Regions from separate parts of the Mus musculus genome. Here all the other regions are linked to region 1. Evidence: chromatin contacts called from public promoter capture Hi-C data. All regions are on one chromosome and are shown on one strand. The core of a region is the stretch at or near the end of the contact, and the rest is flanking DNA. Distances in the headings are between cores, read along the strand shown.

Region 1 (4,584 bases), core at 482-2,981:
GGCAACCTCTAAATTTTTTGAGAATTGGGTACTAAAGTCATCCAACGTCATCGTGGTGGTTAATCTGTGGATTTAGACCTAATAAACAGTATTTGTTTAATAAAATTGTGTTTGATGCCTTTATGGTTATATATATTTACAGATTTTCTTTTCTAAAGACCCCCTTACTTGACCCATAGGCCGTCAGAAATGGCTGAATATTTGAGGACCTTCACCCTCTTTCTTCCCTGGTTTCTAGCTGTCTGTTCTAACTGTGGCAACCTGTTCACCATTTCTGTTTTCTCATTTACTGGTATCTGATTGGTGGCTCACAGTTTGTTGTGTGGTAGAGGAAGCAAACAGAACTGTTGGAAGATTGAGTGGCACTTTAGTTCATCACTGTGACCATGAAGGAATCAGTTGCAATCAATGCTCACTAAATATGTATGCCAGGGTGGTAGAAACTGTGGGTTTATCTCCTTTACACTCGCCCTCAACAAATACTTGTTCAGTTCATAAATGTTACTGTTATACGGGGTAAAGAGTCTAGAGTGACACTTTGAGTATGAAAATAGTTGCATGCCATGTAGGATATCTCCACACAGATACTAGGATACAGGTTTAGAAGTTTCCAGAAGAGATTAACATAAGCTCAGTTTGATCTGAGGTAGCCAAGAACACCAAGGAATATAGTTTGTACCATGAGATGAGGTGAGCATTAGTAAACACATTTTTAAGCTCTAGGTCTAAACTTCTGTTCTGTTCCTTCTGCATGTGTGTGTGTCAATGAATATACCCTGGGAAGAAAGGGGAAAAGTCAACATTTGTAGCTACTTAGTCGGTGCTAGGTGGTTTGTTTGTTTGTTTGTTTGTTTCTTGTTTTTTCTGTTTTATCTAAGCGTACTGATTGGAGGCAGTTAGCATGCCTCACATTTTATAGATGTAGAAAGGAAATCTCTAAGAAGGTCTCACTGGATGCCTGAGACCCTGCAATCAGCTTTCTTGTTTCCCCATTACGGAATCCAATTCTATTTACTTGCCAACAGAAGAGGTCCCAAGTAACTAAGACAAACTCTTATGGTAGAAGAAAAAAAAATTTTTAGCAAGCTAGTAAGACTAAGAAAAGGGACTCATGTTCTGAAATATCTTTTAAATTTACTCATGTTTTAAGCTTCTTTCCACCATAGGCAAGGCGATGTTAAGAATTAGTTTACTTAGTGAAACCTGCTGGTTAATAATTTTTTAGTTTGGCACAGCTTGGCATCACGAGTCCTGAAAGGTGAATAGGGGCCATGTAGATCAGCCTCATGCAGCTGCTTTGAGTAACTTAATAGGGAATGCACTCATCCAGGCACAGGCTGTTTTGAGCAAAAGACTGAACGTGACAGCTTTTGGGGATTTTTCTTTTTGAATCATAAGCGTGGCTACACTCTAGGTTTTTTTTTTTTCTTTTTTTTTTTTTCCTATTTTAAACTCTATCAGACTAGAGAGAAAGAATACCAATCAGCAAGAACACGGGAACTCTACTCCAAAGCTAGAAGCTTGCACATAGTGGGGAGTCAGGTGGTCTTAGAATGGGAGGAGCAGTATGCTTTCCTCTTTGAATTTGTCTAAACAGCCTTGAGTCTGCAAGCACTGGAAATAGTGGAGGCTCAGAGACGAGCGATCACTACACTGTGAAAGTTACTTCCTCATTGGGCTGATGCCAAGGTTTGTTTCTTGTAGCCTCGACTCTGTTGATTAAGGCTCTAGCTGATCCCACTGACTGCAGAGCCTTCGAGATCGATTGCTAAAGGTTGGGTACTTTTGGCACAGTAGAATTTGAGCCTCTGTGCTTGCCAGAAATACGTCCCTCCTTCCTCTATATGTACTTTTGTACTCACTGAACACTGGGCAGTCCAGCTTTCCAATTACAGACAACTAGAGCTTGAAGGTAAGAGCACAGCTTATCTGAAATATTTGGCCTAACTTTTTGGTGTATGTTCTTTTATTTTTATTTTATTGGATATTTTATTTCTTTACATTTCAAATGTTATCCTCTTTCCCAGTTTTCCCTCCGGAACCCCTGTATCTCATCCTCCCTGACCCTGCTTCTATGAATGTGCCCACTCACCTATTTACCCACTCCTGCCTCCCTGCCCTGGCATTCCCCTACACTGAGACATTGAGCCTTCCCAGGACCAAGGTCCTCTTCTCTCATTGTTGTCCAACAAGGCCATCCTCTGCTACCTATGTGACTGGAGCCATGGGCCTGCTCCATACGTACTCTTTGTTTGGTGGTTTAGTCCTTGGGAGCTCTAAGGGAGGGGGGGGGGGTCATGTTGGTTCATACTGTTGTTCTTCCTATGGGTTGAAAACCCCTTCAGCTCCTCAGTCCTTTCTCTAACTTCTCCATTGGGGACCCCATGCTCAGTCCAATGGTTGGCTGCAAGGATCTGATTCTATACTTGCCAGACTTTGATAGAGCCTCTCAGGAGACAGCTATATTAGGCTCCTGTCAGCAAACACTTGTTGGCACCCACAATAATGTTGGGTTTGGTGTCTGTATATGGTATGAATCCCCAGGTGGGGCAGTCTCTGGATGGCCTTTCCTTCAGTCTCTGCTCCACACTTTGTCTCTGCGAGAGACTTAGTATTCAGTCATACAAGTGCTAATGTGTAAGTAGAGTAACACAAGTCAGAAAGATCCTAAGTCCCAAGAAACCTAAGAAAAATAATAAAAAGCATGTGACGCTAACACCGGCTGTATTCAACTTAGAAATTCATGCAGACACCTCTCCAAGATAGCATCTCTTTATGTACCCTGAACTTCCTCCCCACAAAGCCTCCACTCTTGTGAGCCAACTAGATTTCTCTGACTATGACTATTTCTTTACCACCCCTGACTCTCCTTTTGTCAAAGTTCCTGACTACCATCCAAGCTAGGCCTATAAAAGGGATTGGACCAGGTCTCCTGCTTAGGGACGTTACTTATATAAGCAAGTAGCTATCGAACCATGGCATAAGATCTGTAAAGTTCACATGCAAAGTTAGATCCCCTTGAAGCTGAAGGTGGGGGATTGCTATAATTTCAAAGCCTATCTGGAGGACAGTGTGAGGACCTGTCTCAGAAAACAAAATGAAAGGTTAACTCTTTCAGCTGCTTGTTGGGTCCCTCTGAGGGCAGTCATGATAGATCTCTTTTTGTGAGCATAGCATCAGTAACAGTGTCAGGCCCTGGGACCTCCCCTTGAGCTGGATCCTACTTTGGGCCTGTTGCTGAAACTTCTCCTCAGACTCCTCTCCATTTCCAACCCTGTAATTCTTTCGGACAGAAACAATTATGGGTCAGAGTTGTGACTGTGGGATGGCAACCCCACAAATGTGTACTGGAGGTTGGCTCCACAACTTCCCTCTCCCCACTTCTGATCACCTCATCAAAGGTCCCTCCCTATGAGTCCTGGGAGTCTCTTATTGTCCCAGGTCTCTGGTGCATTCTTAGGGGTCCTCCCAACCTCCTACTTCCTGAGGTTGACTGTTTCCATTCTTTCTGCTGTCCCTCAGGGCTTCTGTCCTTTTCTCTCACCCAATATTAGATCAGGTTCCCCTCTACTCCCCCACTGCCCTGCCATCCCCGTCTACATTACCTCCCAAGTCCCTACCTCCTCCCTCCCAACTTGTGATTGCTTTCTTCTCTCTCCCAAGTGGGACTGAGGCACTCTCACTTGGGCACTTCAGCTTGTTGAGCCTTCTGAATTCTTTGGACTGTATCTTGTGTATTCTGTATGGGGCTTCTTTCTTTCTTTCTTTCTTTCTTTCTTTCTTTCTTTCTTTCTTTCTTCCCTCTCCTCTCTCTGTCTCTCTCTCTCTGTCTCTGTCTCTGTCTCTCTCTCTCTCTCTCTCTCTCTCTCTCTTTTTTTTTTCTTTTGGCTAATATCCACTTATTAGTGAGTGCATACCATGCCTGTCCTTTTGGGTCTGAGTTACCTCACTCAGGATGATATTTTATAGTTCCATGCATTTACCTGCAAGCGTCAGGATGTTCTCACTCTTAATAGCTGAGTAGTATTCCATTGTGTAAATGAACCACATTTTCTGTATCCATTCTTCTGTTGTGGGACATCTAGGTTGTTTCCAGCTTCTGGCTATCACAACCCCTGTTGTTGAGTTGGGGAGGCTGAAAGAAGCCGAGGAGAAGGGCAATTCTATAGGAGGACCAGTGGCCTTGGTTAATATGGACCCCCAAGATCTTTCAAACACTGCACCATCAAACAGACAGCATACACCAGCTGACATGAGATCCCTAACACACATACGGTAGAGGACTTCCAGGTCTGCATTCATTCAGAGATGAAGCACCTAACCCTCAAGAGACTGGAGGTCCCAGGGAGTTTAGAGGTGGGGTGGGGGTGGGGGTATCCATGTGGAGATGAGGTAGGGTGGGGAGGAGGTGTGAGATGTGAAGCAGTCAGAGAGTGGATGGAGAGAGGCAGGGAAAGGAATATGGAGTAGAAAAAAAATGAATTACAAATAAAATTAAAAAGAAAAAAGCTTCCTACAGGAAAAAAGAAAGAGAGAGAGAGAAGGAAGGAAGGAAGGAAGGAAGGAAGGAAGGAAGGAAGGAAG
Region 2 (4,904 bases), core at 751-3,250, 280 kb after region 1:
CTTAGAAACATACTTCCAATTTTTTTTTTTTGCACGCCTTAGTCTATACCACGTGACGTTAGTATTTCCCAGCTCCTCTGCAGAATTCAAAAGTAGTAATATACTTGCTTCGTGGAAAGTATTCTCAGTTGCCACTCACATCTCCTGGGGGGCTTTGTTGGAAATGTAACTCCTCAGACCCCACCCCAGACCTCCTGATTTTTGCTTTTAGCGATTCCAAAGCATATTTGTGTGCATAAGGCACCGCACTGGAGCCCTCTCAGGAAGGCACAGCAGGTGCTGTGACTGCATCGATAAACAGGAGGTGACCACAAGGAATGGGCAGGGCATGCTTGAGACCCCAAGGTCCTTAAAGCTCCAGAAAACACGACAACCAGAATGTCCCGGAAGGGAAGTCATCTACCAGGTTTATCCATCCTGGCTGTACAGTGGGGAGTAGGAATGAGAACCTGGATGCTGCGGATGCGACTCCTTTTACAGTAGTAAGCTGGAGCAGCAAGCAACACGGGAGGTGTGAGTGAGTGAGTGCCTGGTCCCAACCACAGGCCGCCCGGGCTGACAAGGCCAAGTCCCCGCCCACTTCTGCTGTCACCCAGTCAAAACAAAGCCGCAGTCTACAGTGCAGAGTCGCTCTCCCCTGCAGCCTGGAGATGCTGAGCCCCCTACAAGTGCTCTACAGCTGGATGCCCTGGGTGCCTAAAGTCCCCAAAGAGGGAGAATGGCAAGAAAGCTGTCTTCAAACTGAGCAGACGCGCTCGCCGCCTGGGCTGTCACCCTGCCAGACCCTGTTTACACCCTAAGCGGCCAGGATCCCGCTTTCGCTAAATAAATAATAACAATAATGACAGGGTTGTCGCCGCACGGCCGAGGCCGCCAGGCGCCAAAGGACAGGGGCTTGGGGCAGTGCCCACCTCCCACCCCGCGCTCCGCCCCTTCGCTCCCGTAGAGCGCCAGGATTCCAGGACACTTCTGGGTGCTCCACAACCCAGCTCCTCCTAGCGGGGCTCAGTGGGGAGGGCGAGCGCGGGGAGACACACGCTAAGATGCCCCCAACCCCAAAAAAGCTGCTTCCCAACCCCGACAGATCTGCCACACCAAGCACAGTTACACTCCCTGTGAAAGGACTCCCGCGAGCTCCTACAGAGCAGAAAAAGCCCCAGTGCCGAGCGCTCCGAAGCCAAGACTCATCCTTCCCAGAAGAGGGACACCGGCAGATCTAGAAGACCCCCTACCCCTGTCCCAGTGAGATGCTGTGCAAGCCGCAGCGGCAGAGCGCGCGCACAGAACGCAGCACTTCCGCGGTGCCGGCGGGAAGCTGGGAGTGGGTGGGGGAGGGGAGGGGGGGTCCGAGCCCGCCCGTGACCCCGCGATTGTGCTCATCCCAGCGGGTACCTTGCAGGCGGAGTACACGCCGAGTTTCTCCAGCTTCTTCGCCCGCGGAGCAGAGCGCAACTGCGCCTTCTTCACGGCGATCCGGGCCGAGCCGCCTCCTCCCGGTCCCTCGGCCGTGCCCGCCGCGGCCACCGCGGTCGCTGGCCCGCAGGAAGCAGAGCTCCCGGCAGCGGTGGCCAGGGTCCGGGGGGAACCGTGCGGGGGCGCGGGAGGCAGTGCTGGGGACCCGGCCCCGCCAGCCTCGGCCATGCCGCCCCGACTGTCACCCGCAGCTGCCAGGGTCCCCGCGGGCGCTGGTGGCGGAGCCGAGACCCTCCCCCCCCCCCGGCCGCCGCCCTGCGCCCTCCCCGCCCCCGCCGCACTCGGCCGCCAGCGATCGCAGGCCCCCGCGCCTCCCCAGGCGGCTAGGACGCTAGCGGGCCCGAGCGCCTTGGCCGCGCTCTGCTCCCCTGGGCCTCCGGCATGCTGCTGCGAGCGTAGCCGCCCGCCGGGAGCGCCAGGGCCCGTAGGTGACCGGCGACCCGCGAGACCGGGCCGCTGCAGCCCAGGCACCTGCCGCCCTGCGCTGCTGGCGTCCCTGGGCCTGACACCCTCCCGCGCCGAGACCCAACTTCCTCCACCCTAGCGGGAGCCAGAGGAAAAAAAAATGTTTTCCAGAAGTACCCGTCAGCGGCCAATCCTCCTCTTTGTTGCTAATTCACCAAAATCATGGCGTGAAGGGTTCCTTTTTTTTTTTTTTTTTTTTTTGACTTTGAGTTAAACTTTTTTTTTTTAAACAATTCTTCCCCATCGTCTTCTCCTGGTAGTTTCTGAACCGAATATGACCAGAGAGGGAGGGAGATGACTCAATGGTGTGTGTGTGTGGTGTGTGTGTGTGTGTGTGTGTGTGTGTGTGTGTGTGTATCACATAATACTTGTTCGTTTGAGAACATTACATGTCGGCGAAATGAAAACTAAACGCATGGAAAAAGTTTGAAATTAGTCCGCCTACGGGGTTCACTCGAGGTTGGCTACTTTCAGCTGCTAGTGTGTCTATTGTTTTCAAGTTAACCAGAAAGACAGCGTCCAGGAAAGTGATTCCGATTTTGACTTAAACTTCAAAATCAAAACTATTGTCCCTGGCTCTGATGGTAGGAAGAGATTGTTTCATTTTTTCACATGGGTCAACCTTCCTAAAGCGATTTGAATAGCCCTGCATTGCCGGTCAGCACCGTTGGCAAGTGCCCTAATTCTGCGGAGCAAGCATAGTCACAATGTGGGACAATGGTCGTAATGAATTTGTGATTGGTTGTCTAGCAAGCTTGGTAGCTCCTGCTGAACTCCAGCCATATGGGATGGGCTTTCCCTTGCAAATACTCTTACCAGTCATGCTTAAAGTTGCATTTTATGTCTCAAGATGTGTTTCGCCAGATTCTGTGTCCTTTTAACGCAGAGTAATGCAATGCCAAGAGAGAAAGAAGTCTCTTCTCAAAGGAGTGACACCTGCTGTGAAACTGCAGCCTTACTAGGCTACATCTAACTGAAGTCCTTACCTAGGCTTGACCTTAGCCTAGTGTGGAAGCTCAATAGAGTAAGACTCTTGCCTCAAAAATTAATTAAATTAATTAAAAAACAGGCCAGGAGCGGTGGTCTTCACCTTTGACCCCAGAACTGCAGAAGCAGAGACTGGCCAGGCTCTGTGAGTTTGAGGAATTCTGGTCTACTGTTAGGAGTTCCAGGTCAGCTAGGGCTACACAGTGAAACCTTGTATATAAAGAAACAAGGAAAAAAAAAAAAAAAGAACTCAGCATGTCTTTAATCCTGGCATTTGGGAGGCAGAGGCAAGTGGATTTCTGAGTTCGAGGTCAGCCTGGTCTACAAAGTGAGTTGCAGGACAGCCAGGGCTACACAGAGAAATCCTGTCTGGGGAAAAAAAAAAAAAAAAAAAAAAAAAAAAGCTCAGGGGTTTTTTGTTTTGTTTTGTTGGGGGTGGGAGGGCTCAAGACAGGGTTTCTCTGTGTAGCCCTGGCTGTCCTGCAACTCACTTTGTAGACCAGGCTGGCCTCGAACTCAGAAATCCTCCTGCCTCTGCCTCCCGAAAAAGCTCAGGTTTTACATCACTGTCCTCTGGTTGTTTGTTCTTCAAGTTTCTACAATAATGTCATTAAAACATTACTTACTGGGGAAATCCAGGTTCTCTTATATGTTCTTAGTGTCCTTTATCTAAGAATTTTTAAGTGGATTCAGAAGGAAGATTGAGGCCCATTGTATTATAGTGAACTGTAAATTCTGGCAGCTGCCCAAAGGTAAACAGAAGGAAGAGAAAAACTGGCTCATTTTTAGAGTGCAGAAAGTAAGCCTGTTCTGCACTTGGAGCCTAGGTGGGGTGTAAGTAGCTGTACAAAAGGGTGGTTTGGAGATGTATATAACCTTCAGAGAAAAGTGGAGAATGCCCCGAGGGCCAGGGGTGGTATGCTTATGCTCTTGGCCAGAAACCAAAGAAGGGATAGAACTGGTGTGAAAACAAAGATACACCTTTTGAGTTAAGAGGTCAAAAAGGCAGACAATCTCGAAAAACCAAAAAAAAAAAAAAAAAAAAAAAAAAAGAGGCAGACAAGAGTTCGAGGCCAGCCTGGTCTACAAAGTGAGTTGCAGGACAGCCAGGGGTATACAGAGAAACCCTGTCTTGGAAAAAAAAGGCAGACAAGCTTAGCAGTCCAGATCTGTAAGTGGCTGCACAGCGAGAGGGGCTTATGGGTAAATGTAAGAACATTATCTCATTTAAGAGACTGAAAAATGTTCCCATCTCCTTAATGTGTTTGTGGGCATATCAGTTTCCCTAAAAACTGGTTACCTGGCCAGATGATATTTATTGCCTTTCGAGACAGGGTTTCACTGTGTAGCCCTGGCTGTCCTGGAATTCACTCTGTAGACCAGGCTGGCCAGGAACTCACATATATCTTCCTGCTTCTGCCCTCTGAGAGCTTGGATTATTGAAAGCATGCACACCTAATGGTGATTTGTGGTGATTTGACAGGGCCAGTTGGAAGAGGACAGTAATTTGTAACCTTTTTTTTTAGTTTTTCTTTGTGTAGCCCTGGCCGTCCTGGAACTCACTCTGTAGACCAGGCTGGCCTCGAACTCAGAAGTCTGCCTGCCTCTACCCCCCAAGTGCTGGGATTAAAGGCATGTGCCACCACTGCCCGGCCAAATCTAAGTTCTTTAATTCTCTCTCTTTGTCTCAAAAACAAACAAACAAACAAAAAGTCGAATAGTACATTAAATGTAATCTTTTAAGAAAAAAAAAATCTATGGCCAGGCATGGTGTCGAAAGCCTTTAATCTCAGGACTCGGGAGGCAGAGGCAGGCAGATTTCTGAGTTTGAGGCCAGCCTGGTCTACAAAATGAGTTCCAGGACAGCCAGGGCTATACAGAGAAACCCTGTCTCGAAAAACAAAAATAAATAAATAAATAAATATAAAAATAAGCATGTAAAATACCCAGACTTGATGCTAGAGTCTGTTGTGCCAGGG
Region 3 (4,799 bases), core at 881-3,380, 380 kb after region 1:
TGACTCATTGCAATAAACATTTGCAAATAAAGATGTGTGGACTAAAGGGTAGACTATGGAACAGACTGTGACCCACTACAGTTATCACGATGGGATATTTTCTATGCTTTGTTTTGTTTTGTCTATTTAAATTTTTTTTCTTTCTTTTGTAAAGGAGGTTGCAAGGGCACAGGGGAGATCTAAGAGAACGGGGAGATGAGTGGGGTTGGGGTGAACGGTGTGAAACTCACAAAGAGTCAATAAAGGAGTTTTTTTTTTTTTTTTTTTTAAAGGAAAGTTATCCATTTGATTTAGATTTTTCCATTTTGGTGGAGTACAGGTTTTTAAAGATTGTCCTTACGATTCTCTTGATTACCTATGTGTTTGTTGTTTGGGGCCTCTTTTCTTTTTTCATTTTTAAACATCATTATTAAATTATTTTATTTATTTACATTCTGTACTGGCTAGTTTTGTGTCAACTTGACACAGCTGGAGTTATCACAGAGAAAGGAGCTTCAGTTGAGGAAATGCCTCCATGAGATCCAGCTGTGGGGCATTTTCTCAATTAGTGATCAAGGGGGAAGGGCCCCTTGTGGGTGGTACCATCTCTGGGCTGGTAGTCTTGGGTTCTATAAGAGAGCAGGCTGAGCAAGCCAGGGGAAGCAAGCCAGTAAAGAACATCACTCCATGGCCTCTGCATCAGCTCCTGCTTCCTGACCTGCTTGAGTTCCAGACCTGACTTCTTTTGGTGGTCAACAGCAATGTGGAAAGTGTAAGCTGAATAAATCCTTTCCTCCCCAGCTTAATTCTTGGTCATGATGTTTGTGCAGGAATAGAAACCCTGGTTAAGGCACATTCCATAAGTTGCCCCCTTCCCGGTTCCCCCTCCTTGAGCTCCCCTTTTTTAATTACATTTCAATTTACTTGGGGTTAGGGCTAGGGTTGCCACTGGGCTCATGTGGAGATCAGAGAACTCTGACAAGGGAGTCAGTATATGAGCCTTGGTGTCTGAACTGAGGGTGTCAGGTTTGTGGAGCTTTTATCCACTGAGCGATCTCCCTGACCCTTCAAGTCATTCTTTAGAGCTGGAGATTTACCTCAGTAGAGATTTACCTCAGTAGAGATTTACCTCAGTAGAGATTTACCTCAGTAGAGATTTACCTCAGTAGAAGAGAGATCACCTGGCACCCCTGAGGTTCTGGATTGATGCCCAATTTCAACGGTAGGGGAGGGAGCATGGGTGCTTATGTGTGATTGTTTTTTGAGCGGTGGGTGGGTGGGTGAGGGTGGTGATTCCGATAGAGGGTCTAACTAAGTAGCCGTTGCTAGTCTAGAGCACCTTTGTAGACCAGGCTAGCCTGGAACTCACAGTGATCCTCTTGCCTCTCTGACTCTGAGCACTGAGATTATAGGCTCTGTGCATTCCAGATCCTTTAGCATTAAGATAACTCCAAGCACTGGAGAGACTTGTGGGAAAGGAAAGACCTAGGAGGAACAATCACTGCAAGATGATTTTCAGTCAGATCACCAGTAAAGAAGCTGATAGCCATGTGTATCTATATCTCCTTCCCTTTCTCTTTCCGAGTTTCTTTTGCCTTAGGCTGACATTGAACTCATGGCTATCCTCCTGCTTCAACCTCCTGAGTTCTGCAACTGCACCATGGTTTACTAAAGCTCAAAATAGGAGTGTATAACTTGGGAAACGGAAGAGAACTTGGCAAACATCAGGTTTAGTATCCACCTGAATGTGCGAGGGAGAAGTTGGGGATTCGGGGTGAACACAGACTGATGCTAGGGAGATGGCTCAGCCTTTGAAAGCTTTCTCCAGGGCCCGCGACTATCTGGCTTTTGTAACTTTTGCACACACACACACTCGCATACACATAAATGAAAATAATATTGAGAGAGAGAGAGAGAGAGAGAGAGAGAGAGAGAGAGGCACGGGGGGGGGGCGGGGGAGCGGAGACAGAGAGGAGAAACAGAGATAGTGAAGGAGCACGAAACAGAAACTGGGATTCTGGGAAAGAAAAGGAGAAGCCAACAGCACGACCAAGAAAGAAAGATGGGCGGGGCGGGTTACAGAGAAGAATTGCTCGCCAAGCCCCGCCCCAAGTCTGTTTCCCAGGTAACGGAATAAACAGACTCCATCCAGTGTCCTAGGCAGGAAGTAGTCTGCACGGAGTACTGGGAGTATGTGTTCGTTTGTGAGAGTGGGGTCCCCCAAACCTTTGCAAACTTCAGCTTCTCCGTTAGAGATGAGTTCCCTGAGAAGGACGAGAGCACCTGAAATCTCGGAACTTGGACTCACCCCAGAGCAAAAGGACGATATAAGAGACAGGGTACTTAGGGGGTCAAAATCTCCCACGGAGCTGGGGTTTGACTTGAGACTAGAACAAGATCGAAAATGGAGAGAGAGGATGGGATCATCAGAAGCAAAATCGCCACCTTGCCATGCTCTTGGAGTAGGATTAGAAAGACATACTATTTCTGGGACACCCACAGAGATGGGTAATTTAGGACTTCACAAAGGCTCTGCCTTCCAGGGATCAAAACCTCTGGGTGTGTTACCAGGAAGAGTGGGGCCAGAAAACAAGGGCCTTCCGCCTCGCCTTCGCTACGGAGGGACACTACACCCTCCTTTCAGCACAGTACATGCAAGTCCGCTGGCGGCAGAGAGCAGAAGGAGGCCTTTAGCCTGGGGTTCTGCTTGGACGGATGCTGTAGTGGAAAAGCAACCTGTTGTAGGTTTGGAACTGAGAAAAGAACCGGAAAAAGAACCCACCTGTGTCGTGATGAACCCCTACCCAGAGATGCCCCCTAAGGAGGTAGACATCGGGTTGCCACAAACTCAGGAATCAGATGAAGCCAAGAATACAGAGCCTCTAATAGGTTTAGTAAGAGAACCTTCTGAATGTCCATTTGCCCAACAACCGGAAGAGAAAAAGGAGCCCGGCAGCACCGAACCCGGAGTGGAGCCTCCAGGGAACATCAGGCCCATATACTCAGGGAAGTTCTTTGATCGGGTGCCTTGCTGGCCAAGTGTAAGTTCATGTTATTGTGTGTGTTTGTTTGTTTCTCCTAGGGTTTCCCCTGGAACTCGTGGATAGCCATGTCTTTCCTGAGATGTTGTAGTAGTGAGGCTGGTTTGTGTTTTTAGAGACAAATAGCAAAGTTTTCATTGGGATTCTGTCGTAGTTAGGGTTGCTATTGCTATGCTGAAACACTATGACCAAAGGCAAGTTGGAGAAGAAAGGATTTATTCAGCTAATGATTTCATATCACAGTTCCTCATCAAAATCAGGACAGGAACTCTCAAGCAGGACAGACACCTAGATGCAGGAGCTGAGGTAGGCCATGCGCAGGTACTGCTTATTGGCTTGCTCTTTGTGGCTTGCTCAGCCTGCTTTCTTATAGAACCCAGGACTATTGGCACAGGAATGGCATCACCCATAATCTGGGACCTCCCCCATAAATCACTAATTAGGAAAATGCCCTACAGGCTTGCCTACAGCTTGATCTTATGGTAGTATTTTCTCAATTTTCTCCTCTTAAATGACCCCAGCTTGTGTCAAATTGACATAAAACTAGCCAGTAAATATTATTTTTAAAGACTGTAGTTATTATTATTAAGAATGCAATTATATTGTTATTTTGTTGTTGTTTGAGACAGGGTTTCTCTGAGTAGCCCTGGGTCTTCTGGACAACTCAGAGATTCATCTGCCTCTGCCTCAGATAACTGGGATTAAAGGTGTATGGCACCACTGCCCACCACCAGTACAGATTCTAACCCTTTTGATACTGGACTCTTTGCAGAAGTTCCTTAGAAGTCTTCTGAGTCCCTGCCTTCCTTCTCTAGGTGCTAGCTTGCTGCCGTTTACACACCTGTGATTTTTTCCTCATTTCCTTCTCTCTCTACCTTTGACTTTTATTTTCTCCCCATTCTCCATCTCCTCAACCCTCTCACACCCTGACACTACCAAGATTTCTCACTTTCATATGGTGAGTGGGGAGAGGCATGTCTTTTATGTTCATTGTTCACTTGGCATTGTCTGTCTTCAGCAAACTCTTGTAGTCATCATTGTGGGAGTCCAGGTCAACATGAGATGGAAAGTGTATGTCCTTTGCTCTGTAGTTTAAGCTTAATCCAGTGGTGGAGACAGGCAATGAAATGAATATTTCACAGGTGTCAAAAGGGAGATTAAAATTTTTTCTTCCTTTATAGAAATGCATTCTTTATCACAAATCTCATAGAAATGCTTTACAAACAGGATAGGCAAAAGGCTTAAGGGAAGAAAGAATCAGAGCTGGGTGTGGTGGGGATCCAAGCACTTGGGTGGGCAAGACAGAGGGATTGTTATGAATCCCATGCTAACTCGGGCTACAAGGTGAGACTCTGCTCAGAAACCGAAACCAAAACCAACCAAACCAAGAAATAAAAGGAAGGTGTCAATTCACAAATCAGTGGAAGACTGGCTGCTTAGCATGCAACGAAGTTCTGTATTCTAGCTATCTGTCTTAGTTAGGGTTTTACTGCTGTGCACAGACACAATGACCAAGGCAACTCTCAGGACAACATTTAATATGGTCTGGCTTATAAGTTCAAAGGTTCAGTCTATTATTATCAAGGCAGGAGCATGGCAGGTATGGTACAGAGGAGCTGAGAGTTCTACATCTTCATCCAAAGGCAGACAGGACAAGACTGACTTCCAGACAGCTAGATCACACTTCCCCCAACAAGGTCACACCTACTCCAGTAAGGGCACACCTCTTTGGGCCAAGTATATTCAAACCACCACAGTACTGCTGCTTCCATTCCTCAG

What was found. Promoter capture Hi-C pulls out the DNA fragments that hold promoters and counts their contacts.
Region 2: a contact with region 1 is called in a promoter capture Hi-C map of liver. The contact joins the promoter of Kat2b here to the promoter of Sult1c2 in region 1. A contact is called at or near these places in 3 of 39 promoter capture datasets (hippocampal neurons and liver) and 2 of 115 datasets of contacts at active chromatin or transcription factors (embryonic stem cells and stem cell-derived neural progenitor cells).
Region 3: a promoter capture Hi-C map of liver shows a contact between it and region 1. The contact joins the promoter of Efhb here to the promoter of Sult1c2 in region 1. A contact is called at or near these places in 5 of 39 promoter capture datasets (the C10 cell line, the HPC-7 cell line, hippocampal neurons and 1 more), 1 of 15 datasets of contacts at CTCF or cohesin (pro-B cells) and 2 of 115 datasets of contacts at active chromatin or transcription factors (embryonic stem cells and stem cell-derived neural progenitor cells).

What each region holds. Positions count from the first base shown.
Region 1 is chr17:53,843,105-53,847,688 of GRCm38.p6, reverse strand. Sult1c2 (sulfotransferase family, cytosolic, 1C, member 2) reads left to right here and starts at 1,731. Exons shown (of 8, transcript NM_026935.4): 1 at 1,731-1,912.
Region 2 is chr17:53,564,067-53,568,970 of GRCm38.p6, reverse strand. Kat2b (K(lysine) acetyltransferase 2B) reads right to left here and starts at 2,000. Exons shown (of 18, transcript NM_020005.4): 1 at 1,393-2,000. The coding sequence starts at 1,641.
Region 3 is chr17:53,460,652-53,465,450 of GRCm38.p6, reverse strand. Efhb (EF hand domain family, member B) reads left to right here and starts at 2,130. Exons shown (of 13, transcript NM_172497.3): 1 at 2,130-3,020. The coding sequence starts at 2,172.